Linked DNA regions of Sus scrofa: region 1 is linked to region 2. The links are chromatin contacts, called in public HiChIP or PLAC-seq maps. All regions are on one chromosome and are shown on one strand. Each heading gives the region's core, a stretch centred on a gene start, on an enhancer-like site or on the middle of the called end of the contact. The rest is flanking DNA. Distances are from core to core; before and after follow the strand shown.

Region 1 (5,617 bases), core at 2,672-5,171, 90 kb after region 2:
ATAATGAAGCCAGACCCAGACACACACACACAAAATAAATCTTATATGATTTCATTTACATGACATCCAAAGCCAGGGAAAACTAATCTATAGTGAGAAAACTTATGGGTATGGTTGGGAAATGGGTGAATATACAGATTAGAAAGAATAAGGAACTTTCTGAAATGATGAAAAATTTTCTTTATCTTATTTTGAGTGATTGGTGATTGCCTGAGTGTATATATGAAAATTATGCTTTGTGCATTTTATGGCAGGAAATTATATCTCAACTAAAAGTAATACAGGAGTTCCCGTCGTGGCGCAGTGGTTAACGAATCCGACTAGGAACCATGAAGTTGAGGGTTCGGTCCCTGCCCTTGCTCAGTGGATTAAAGATCCGGCATTGCTGTGAGCTGTGGTGTAGGTTGTAGATGCGGCTCGGATCCAGCGTTGCTGTGGCTCTGGCATAGGCTGGTGGCTACAGCTCCGATTCGACCCCTAGCCTGGGAACCTCCATATGCTGCAGGAGCGGCCCAAGAAATAGCAAAAAAAGACCAAAAAAAAAAAAAAAAAAAAACCACAAAAAAACTTACGCTGATATGAAGAAGCAGTAGAGTGTGTGATCTCTGGAGCCAGACTGAATGAGTTGGATTTTAATTTCTACTACTCATTAGCAATGTAAACTTGGATAAATACATAATAATATTAGTATTAGCAGTTATAGTAGTAGAGAATAAATATACTTGCATTAGTATAATTTAGTATTCTTAACACTAGCTCTGGAATACAGGCATTTTCATATCACATGTGAAATGTTTCTTTGTGCCCTACAGTAGTACAAATGGCTTACACCCATGCATTTCTGTGTTTTCTGCAGTGCATTCACTTCCTACACACCAATGTCCTCTCTCACTTGGAAATCACCCCTTTTCTCTTTACTTGACTCTGCTTACCTCAAACCAGTGCTAGCCACACAGAAGAAAAAGCTAGTTCCCAGTTCTGTGGTGGCAATGTCCAGTTAAGATCTGGGTTTTCATCTAAGCTAACACAAATGATCTGTACCCAGGTTTTGATTAAACTTCCATAAATTTCCTTTTTTTTTTTTAACAGGTAAATTAAGGGAGATGAAATACACCATTATTTCTTAACCTTTTAAATCCCTGTGTCTGTTAGATAAAATAAAGTATTATCTACAGTTACTCTCTGAGATGATTGTTATTACTTTTAATTCTTGAAAAGAGAAAACAGAGATCCAGAACTGGGATGTGAATGAAGTCTTCAGATGCATTCCAAAGCTTTTCACAGAGCTGCCTCCCAATTCAACATAATTTTTCTATGATGGTTTGGAAGATAGGTTGGAAACAAACAAACAAAATCTCTAGGTAGGAGTTCCCACTGTGGTATAGGAGGTTAAGAATCCGACTGCAACTGCTTGGGCCATTGTGGAGGCTGGGGTTCGATCCCCAACCTGGTGCAGTGGGTTAAAGGATCCAGTGTTGCCACCGCTGCAGCTTGGATTCAATCCCTGGCCTGGGAACTTTCATATGCTGTGGATGCAGCCATTAAAAAAGAAGAAAGTAATCTCAGCTACTTCTACTGCTATCACCAAATAACAACAGCTTTCAAATCTATACACCTTTCAAAACCTCTCTCGAGACCAAGAAGGATTTTTCTAAAATATTATTTATTTATTAGAAACCCCCATTAAATGCCTCAAAGATACCTCAGAAGCATGTCTCACCCAAGCCTACTCCCTCTGTTCTTCATACAGTTACTGGCACCACCTAGACACCATTCCACATCTTTCCCTTTATCCTAGTCGAGTGTCTGTCTCTCTTGCTCAAATGCAATCCCCTTTTCTTTGATTCCATTTCATTCAGACCCAGTCATTTTGTTTCTGGAATGTTACAATAACTGCCCTGACTCTGGTCCCACATTTTTTCAAAAGTCATTTTCCACTCTGTCACCAGATTAATATTTTTCAATAAAAATTCGGATTATGTTTTTTTTTTTCCTGCTTAAAATCATCTAATGGTTCCCCACTGCCAAAAAGTTCAAAGTCCTTGGCATGACATATAATGTTTTCCATATCTGAAGGTTATAAAATGTACTGTTAACAGCATAAACCCTAAATAAGACTATATGTACTTAGACTACATCTGTACTGCCTCCTACCTATATGACCATAAGCAAATTAAATTCAGCTTCCTCACTTGCAGTAAATGAGATAATACATTTAGAAAAGTGCTTGGGGAGTTCCTGTTGTGGCTCAGTGAGCAAGAACACAACTGGTATCCATGAGGATGTGGGTTCAATCCCTGGCCTCACTCAGTGGGCTAAGGATCCAGCATTGTTGCATCCCTACTGCTGCGTAGGGAGCAGATGCCACTCAGATCTCTTGTTGCTGCGGCTGTGGCATAAGCTCCTATTCAATCCTTAGCCTGGAAACCTCCATATGCCCCAGGTGCAGCAGTAAAAAGAGAAAAGTGCCTGGCACAAAGTAAGCAATCAAATAATAGCTACTACCTTTTTACTCTTGCCATTACTTTCTAACTCCTACAACCTACCCACTCTTTTTATCATTCCACATATACACAGTACTGGAGCCTCACCACTCCATTCAGTCTTTCAAACAAGAACTCTTGTCTTTCATGTCTACATGTCACTGCATATATATTCTGGCCGCGTTTTATCTACTGTGATTAAATCATACAGAGCAGCAGAATATGTTTTAAATTTTGCAAATTATCGAAAACTCACATGGAAAAGAAAACATAAAAGATCAAATTATGCTATTAAAAACTTATGTACTTTTTGGTACAGTAATCATCAGCATATACTTTTGATAAAGGGTTAGAACTACTGCTGAGAAATGTAGTATAAGGCCTAAAATTAAGCCCAGTATTATGTGTGCCTTGACATCTGGGGAAAAACAGGAGGACCTCGAATGGCCTAACTGCAAGTACCAATCCTCAATCTGCTCCTGCAGATAAGGTCCCAGCAGACAACCCTCTTTATCAGAGAGAAAAGGCATAGTTCCTTCCTATCCCTGAGTAGTAGGCTTCAGTTCCCTGCCAGCCTGCAGGATTATGTAGACTAGCCAAAGACATCCTCACGCTGGAACCAGGGCTCATCTACCCTCTTGATATTACAAAGATTACCTCCCATGGCCTCTGCTTGTTCACTCTGTTCCTGAAAGCAACCCCCATGTGGCCCTCTACTGTGTGCTCATCTCCTGGGCTGTTGTGACTGATAGGCTGTTTTCATTGCATCTCTCCAACGGCATGTGTTTTGTTCAGCCATCCTTAAAACCCTATGGCAGGAATCCCTTTCTCAACAACAGAGTGAAGAGGAGGCATATAAAACAAGATCTCATTTATCTGGGAAGCTCAAATTTAAGATATAATTGGGGACCAGGAAGCAAGGGACTCAATTATTTAATATATATTTTAAGCAAGCAAATAAGCTGATATATAGTCCCAACATTAGAAGGACATAAGAGAGATTCTTCATAGATCTTTTCTATTTTTATTTTAGACATAAATTTATAAGTGTGCTTATTTAGCTTCCTATCCTCCATGGACTTAAAGGGAGGAGAGGAAAGTTGGACAGTTATATTTACAACATTAAAAAAAAAAAAGGGAAGGATTTGAGCCAATCTGACAAAGACTGCAGAAAACAAAGTTCTTTTATAGGAACAACAACAACAAAAATTTACAAATAAAATCTCTTGAAAAGAGGGCCCTGAAATTCTTAGGAAATGAATTTTATTTAAGAATAACTACAGTTTACATCAAAAAACTTTTCAGATGAAAATAAAGATCAGGATTTTGAATCACTGGATGACATCAATTAAACATTTTAAAACCTCCAGACTTACTGCAACTCTACTGAGTTAAGTAACTTGGAAAAATCTTATGTATGTGGCCTGTGGAGTGGAAGATGAATTACAGGCTCTTCCACAATTTTAAGCAAACTTCCTCCATTCTTTACTCCATGGCCTATAAAGAACTCCTTGCTAGTTCACAAATTAGAAGATGAAGTGAATTTATTAAATAGTGAGAAAGGTCTTTGATGGAGAAATTAGAAGATCTGAAAGCGAGGACTTCCTCAAATTGAACTATGTGCCACTCCGGCAGTTTGCGACTGCTCAAACTACTTTGGATCAGAATCCCCACAAATACCTGAAGAAAGGGGACAGAATTCGGTTGTAAACCACTAAATCGTTCAAACAAGGGAAAGGCAGGGATACTCATCTTTCAATATCAGATACAATTGATTCCAATATTCTTAAAGAGAACTTCCCAAATACCTTCCCTAGGAAAGGATGAATGCTATCTTTTCCTTTGAGTAAAAATACAGTTCGTTTTGATAAATCTTATAGAAATTGTCTCCTGCTTTCTACCAGACATTACTTTCTTTTTGTGAACATCAGGAGATAGTCACCTAGGATCAGAGGTATCTCAAATTGCAGACAGTGATAAAAATAGTATTTTTTGTTTTTTGCTTTTTAGGGCCGCACCCGCAGCATATGGAGGTTCACAGGCTAGGGGCCAATCGGAGCTACAGCTGCATGCCACAGCGACGCAGGATCTGAGCCTTGTCTGTGACCCATACCACAGCTTACAGCAACGCCAGATCCTTAACCCACTGAGTGAGGCCAGGGATCGAACCTGAAACCTCATGTTTCCTAGTCAGATTCATTTCTGCTGTGCCATGACAGGAACTCCCAAAAATAGTATGTTAATGCTACCTGCCACAAATGATTCCTTCTGTGCTACAGGCAAGAAAGAGCAGTTGACGCCCCCTCATATTATCTAAAGCACTCTATAGCCTGAGCCTACAGATAGAAATCCGTTTCTCTACACATTTTTCAATTTGGTGATGAGAAAAGCAAATAATAGTGATGAATTATGTGGCATTTGCACATCATGTTGGACCAACATGTACAGAAGTCAAACTACCACAGTGATGGGAAGAGATTAGTCACAATACCTAGAAAGACAACTACTTGTGGCTAAATCCAGTGCCTCACTTTTCTAAAGAAGTTCCCAATTCCTTGGTTTTTTCAGTACTGCAACAGATAGAGATGGAAGATAAACACATCTGGTACAAGAAGTTGTGATCAAAATCTTTGGTATCATTATGGCAGAGAGTGATGATCCAGACAAGTATCAGTAAAGTACTCACTTACTGTTTTTGGTCTTAGGTGATCCCTCAGGACAGTATAATATAACAAGTGTTTTTACCATCCTATGCTACCTGGACCACAGATCTGGAAACTTACAATTTTATACCTACACGGCTGAATAAGACTGAAAAATTTCTCAGAGAAGAACAAAGGGAGAGCTGAATGCAAATAAACTCCACGTGCAGCTTTCTGCCTTGCAGTTCTTGATTCTGACAGTCTTTGCATTAGCGTATGGAAAGCATCTTTCTCAAGTAAAGCCAAGCTTTGTGGTGAAATGCCACAGATAAAAGTAACAAAATTCTCTTGGCCCACACTGCCTCCTTAAGATGTGTCTATTACTGGAAGAAGTGAGCATCTGGCAGTGCTACTTCAACTTTATGATCACCAGCTAGCACAGGAAAGCACAAGGTGGAGAGGTTTATCAGAGGTTGTCAATCAATTGCCAGC
Region 2 (6,176 bases), core at 3,021-5,520:
ATTCATTTCATATATAGTCGTGTGTATCTGTTAACCTAATACTCCTAATTTATCCCTCCTCCTCATTTCCCCTTTGGTAACCATTACTTTGTTATCTATGTCTATGAGTCTGTTTCTGTTTTATAAATAAGTTCATTTGTATCATTTTTTAGATTCCACATACAAGTGAGATCATATAATATCTTCTTTGTCTGACTTACTTAACTTAGTATAATATTCTCTAGGTCCATCCAAGTTGTTGCAAATGGCAATATTTCATTCCTTTTATGGGTGAGTAGTGTTCGTGTGTGTGTGTGTGTGTGTGTGCGCATGTGCGCGCGCACGTGTGGCATAGGAGTAACCTGGTGACTCCATGAGTTAAGGATCTGGTGCTGCACCAGATATAAATGCTTTATAATTTATTTCATATTAGGTTCCTCAAGTAGTCAAATTCATAGAGGCAGAAAGTAGAATGGAGGTATGGGAAGGGATTTACCATTTTCAAGGGTCAAGGAAGCCTGAACTGAGAAGGTAACATTTGACTAGAAAGCTCAAAAAGTGAGGATGTGAGCCACATGCAGCTTTCTAGGGGACAGTGCCTAGAACAGATAGTTCAACCTATGTTTATTAACTGCAGTTTATATAACATAGAGAAACTTATTCATCAATTTTATACTTTCCTTTCTTATTTTGTGTAATTATAACATCGATCATTGTAATTATTTTAAAAGTTGCTTTCCCACGTATCCCCACAACTGAACAAAACAAGACTAAATCCTTAGAAAAAGGGGGTTCTTCAGCATAGACACAGCTAGTATGACAAACAAAAGTCAAAGGGATGAGTTTATTAAACTAGAAACTTGTCCAAACTGGAGAAAAAAGAGGGTTGAAGGAAAAATTACACATTTTCACTTATTCTACAGTGAAGTCAAAAGTTAAACAATCACCAGCCTCTCCATACCCTTGAAAACACCACACACACATACACACACACACGCATACATAGTTTTCCATCAGCCAAGGATCTCCAAATATATGAAGAAAAATTCTAACAGAATGGACAGTGGCAAAAGCAACAAAAGTACTTTTTTTAAAGGAGTATATGGAAGAAACAGAGACAATAAAAATAGATTTCCTAAGTTCTTGGGTTTGGAAATCTCTGTGACCATAGCTATTGAAATAATTGAGAATGATTAAAGTGCTCATTGTATTCTAATAGTGTATGGGAAGAATAAATCGTGATCTATAAAGTATATCAAAAATACTTAAAATAATCAATATAAGACAACAGACAATTCTCATCTTTTAAAGCCTGCCCTCTATCATATTATTAGAATAATGCATTTGTCCAGAAGAATCAACTTGCTTTATAATAAAATTTACTGTAAATTTAACTGTGAAATCTGCACATAGAAGTATGTTAAAAGATTCAGAAAAACACAGTAAAAAAATAATTATAGTTAATAGCTAAAAAATTGGCCTCAAATGAACCCATTTAATGGAAGGAAGTTGAAGAAAAAAATATCCTTCAATGTCATTTTTTTAAATATCAATAAATATTCAATTTTATAAAGCAGGCAAGTTTGCAACCTAATTTCCCATCAATATCACTTTGATGTGCTGCCTACTTCACTGAGGCCGGTCAATATCACTTTAAATATATGCAAATAAACACTCTAGGATTCATCAAAGTAACTAATGAAATTGGGATATGAACTGATACAGGAAAATACTTATGAGTCATTTTACTGAATTATAAAAATGTCTCAAGCTCTTTGGATTTTTAAGGTCAAAACAGGAGCTAAACAGCCAATACCCCTAAGCCAGCAAAGGGGGAAATAATGTATAATAACAGGACTAGCTACGGAGTTTTTGAAAAATAAGAGGAGTGTGGTCATGGTGGGTGATTCCCACTCCAGAGAGAAAACGACTCCAGATGTGGGAACAAAAGAAGTCCCGGGGTGATAGGCTTCCTGTGAGGTCTGTCCGAGCAAGTGGTAAGAACAGTAAGGAATCTGCAGAACTGACTGCCAAGAGCAATCTTATGGGAAATAACATGTATGAAGTTCAAGGGGGTGGTGTAGAGTCAAGAACCAGAGCAGGGGCCAGTTTTCAATAACAAGAATATGGGACTGGGCTTAGAAAATCCGAGTTGGAGCAGTTTTCTTGCTATAGCCTTGAGCAGCCAAGCCAGTAATCCTAGGGCAAGCCCAAAGGCCTGGAGGAAGATGTACACACCCAGTGATGCACTCTTGGCCATGGCCTCCTGTCCCTCAACCACATCCTAGTTTCATGGGGTCTTCCCTGGAACCCAGTTAGATGCCTAAGGATGAAAAATACCAAAATCTGCCAAGGACTTGAAAGGAGTAATATAAAGGATTGGTGGCTAGGAGGTTGAAGATTAGAGAATGTAGACCATTTAAAGGGGCTCAGAGGATGAAAACATACACACAAATTCTCAGTAAAAAGGCCCAGTGGCAAGAGAAACTCTTAAATATACTTCTTGGTCTCCTCTGCTCGTTTCTCATTTTTCCAACCTCTTAGAACTGGAAAGCCCCAGAGTGCAATCTAGAGCTTTTCCTCTTCTCTATATTCACTCTCTCAATAATCTTATCTAGTCTCATGGCTTTAAATACTATCTGAAATCTCTTTCTCCCTTTGTTCAGATTCAAATACACATTTACCTACTGACATCTCCATTTGAATGTCTGAATATCTCCAACTTAACACATCCAAAACTAGGGAGAGAATCTGATATTTGACAGTGAGGAAGGAAGGAAGGAAGGGAGGGAGGGACAGACTAAAGTAGCTGAAATTCACTCATTCTGATAGTAGCACCTGAGACAACTACCCATTAGTTCCTGCTACCTAAATCCCTGGTGATGCTCTATATTTTGTTCTTCTTAAAATCTAATTCTTCAGCTTTTCATTAGATTCGAAACATTTTCACTTTCCCTTAAATTTGTCAAGATCAATTTCTGTGGCTTGTAAATAAAACCCCTTGCTGGGTATAACCACCAACTCTCAGCTCACTGATTCTGCTTTTCGACCACCAAATCCCAACTTGCCACCAAGTCCTATCCTCTCCACTCCTTTCTACTTATAGTTAAGATGAAAAAACAAAGTTAGTCCACCCTTAATTATAACATATTCTAATCGCACATGCCCAGAACCATTCTCTGTTACCTGAGAAATTCTAAAAATTAAAATTATCTTTCACCAATGTATTTTTTTCCAAAATGGTTATGTCCAGCTATTCATGAAAAACACAATGAGTAGGAAATCTCTAACATGAATGTCCCTGCAGCTCATTTTAAAAAGTCCTGTGCTACAAATTCTGATAATCCTTTCCTCTGATCCCACACAATGTCTATACATGAGCTAACCTCAACCAAACATAATTAATTATTTATGACTTTATGAAAGGAAGGGACTATGGGTCTCCTCATTTTTGGATCTCCATGTGAGGCAGGCTAAATGAATTTTTGTTGAATTTGATCAGAAAGTAATACAGAAAATGCTTCACATTTTATTAAAACAATCACCATACTTCAAATAACATGCACTCTGAGCTAAATATGATGTAAATTATCTGCTACCAATATATCTAGGCATGAACTGTCTTTCTAATCATATTGAAAAATCAAGAGAGAATTATGCACAGTCCTATAAAGTGCTTATTATCTTGATATTTCTAACTAATTCATGAATTAGCTCAGGCCAAATTTTAAATACATCTCAAAAATGATAATAACATATTTACTCACATAATTCCTCTCATCTCATTATTTTTAAAATAAATGCCTTATGTTTAAATTTGGGTACTACACAGATAAACAGAATGATCTAAAAGAATGTTTAAATTCATAATAATTTTTGCCCCAACCTCAGTTTAACCTTAAAATACCTAATTAAGAGGTTGAACATGAGTATCAATACCATATATACAAGTGTCAAAGGTAACAAGATGTGTTCCCCCCAAATAAAATAACTTTATATACAAAAGCCTCAACAAATGCATAGACAAGCACCACCTAGTGGCAAAAAAAAATTACTCCAGATAAAGAGTTATCACCAACAGCAGGTCTAAATTAAATTACTACCAAAATCTAAATCATGGGCATTTGTTGTTTAGGATTCAATTTTGCCAAAATGTTTAATAACTATGTAGCTACTAAGTCAAGGGTAATACCAGTTTTAAGAAGACTAAATGGTCATTGGAACAGTCTGGGTGCACCTGCTTTAACATCCTTGAATGACCCTCTGAAACTGAAAGTAAAGGAAATGAACTGAGCACCCACTCTTCGATGTGTTGGCCATATTTACATATGCTACATCTCATTTAATCCCCACAACAGCCCACTAAGGAAGTTATTAAAGTCTCTCCTGTGCAAATGAGGAAACAGAACTTCAGGTATTAAGTAATTTATCTTTAAGTCATACAAGCATAAGTGATGAAGTCACCTCTCTATCTGTTGCTCATCTAACTGGGTCCTTAGGAGGAATATGAAGTAATACAAGAGACACAACGTATACAAACTCACTTAGTTTAGTTTATCTATTGCTCATCTAACTGGGTCCTTAGGAGGAATATGAAGAAATACAACAGACGAAACGTATACAAACTCACTTAGTCACATATAACTGACTCCAACATAGAAAAGACAGATGTGCTATTGGGTGACAGATACTCCCTCAGACTTTTGAGATTAATCAGACTCTAGCGAAAAGGGGATAAAGATCGTCTTAACCTAAACACAGGAAAGTGTAGTAGACGGTTCATGGGCTTTGGTGTCAGGCCTAAGTGGAAACCAGTGTTACAAACTAACATTAACAGAGTGCCTCCTATGCAGATGAGCATAGCGCTGGGGCTGGGGACACAAAGATGTCCCAAGAGACATGACCTGTTCTCACAAACCCTACAGTTCTGCACTTGAATAACTTCCAGTCTAGAAGAGAAGATGACAGACAAGTAGGTCTTTTCAGTACACTGGGAGTGGCTTCTTAATCCATAACCTGGTTTGGGGCAAAAGGAGGAGTTTCTTCAAAAAAATTTTTTATTAAAGTATAGTTGATTTATAACATTGTACCAATTTCTGCTGTATAGCAAAGTGACCCAGTCATAAGTATATACAATTCTCCTTCTTATATTATATTCCATCATGGTCTGTCACAGGTGATTGGATATAGTTCCCTGTGCTATACAGCAGGACCTCATTGCTTACCCATTCCAAATGTAATAGTTTCCATCCACTATCCCCTAACTCCCAGTCCATCCCACTCCCATCTCCCTCCCCCTTGTCAACCACAGGTCTGTTCTCTGTGTCTGTGAGTCTGTTTCTGTTTTGTAAATAGGTTCATTTGTGCCATAGTTTAGATTCCACATATAAGTAATATCATATGGTATTTGTTTTTCTCTTTCTGACTTATTTCACCTAGTATGATAATCTGTAGTTGTATCCATGTTGCTGCAAACGGGGCATTATTTCATTCTTTTTTATGGCTGAGTAGTATTCTATTGTATATATGTACCACATCTACTTAATCCATTCATCTGCTGATGGGCATTTATGTTGCTTCCATGTCTTGGATACTGTGAATCAGAATTTTTTTAATTGCTTAAAAATTGGCCCCTTCATAGCAGAAGCCTTTAAACACTATTCACTATAACTTTCATTTTTTTCTTCTCTTTCTTTCTTCCCCTCTCCTTTCCTCTCTCCTTCCCCTCCCACCATTCCCATTCTCTCTCTCACCTGAACATGTGCAAACTGAGGCTTGAACTCAAACTTCTGCTTTCCAGCAGACATATCCTTTGCAACAAGGTTCAACACTCCAGGGCCTTAGATCATCACAGATTTAGATCAAGTGCATTTTGAGAACTGAAGGATATACAAATAGTTGATGGCATAGCTTAATGACAGAGGACAAGACTATGGAGCCAGGTCTATTGAAATTCCAGATCTGCTGTAACTAACAGATTATTTGGATTTTTTTAAGGTAGGAAGAAGAGGAGTGAACAACTGTAAGGGTGGGTCCACCTCTTCTTTTTCTTCCTAAGTAATTCCATTCTAAATGCATAAGGAGGGTAGGCCTCTATGCTGGGGTGGTGACACACAGTGGGGGGAGAGGGGCCAGAGCAGGGTGAGGAGAACATCCAAGCATAGGAGCATCTCTGCTTGGACTGTCAGAGCCCAAGC

Evidence for each region. HiChIP or PLAC-seq counts read pairs in DNA pulled down with a chosen protein or histone mark.
Region 1: an H3K27ac HiChIP or PLAC-seq map of alveolar macrophages shows a contact between it and region 2. The contact joins two enhancer-like sites.

What each region holds. Positions count from the first base shown.
Region 1 is chr18:29,346,725-29,352,341 of Sscrofa11.1, forward strand. The region is part of intron 1 of CAPZA2 (capping actin protein of muscle Z-line alpha subunit 2); the gene reads right to left. Among named protein-coding and RNA genes, the nearest start is that of CAPZA2, 16 kb to the right of the region's middle. Within about 2 kb of position 3,922, at least 4 of the 83 cell types and tissues checked have an H3K27ac peak or open chromatin away from gene starts, as enhancers often do. A contact at or near this core is called in alveolar macrophages, where this site is marked.
Region 2 is chr18:29,256,816-29,262,991 of Sscrofa11.1, forward strand. The region is part of intron 1 of ST7 (suppression of tumorigenicity 7); the gene reads right to left. Among named protein-coding and RNA genes, the nearest start is that of ST7, 25 kb to the right of the region's middle. Within about 2 kb of position 4,271, at least 8 of the 83 cell types and tissues checked have an H3K27ac peak or open chromatin away from gene starts, as enhancers often do. A contact at or near this core is called in alveolar macrophages, where this site is marked.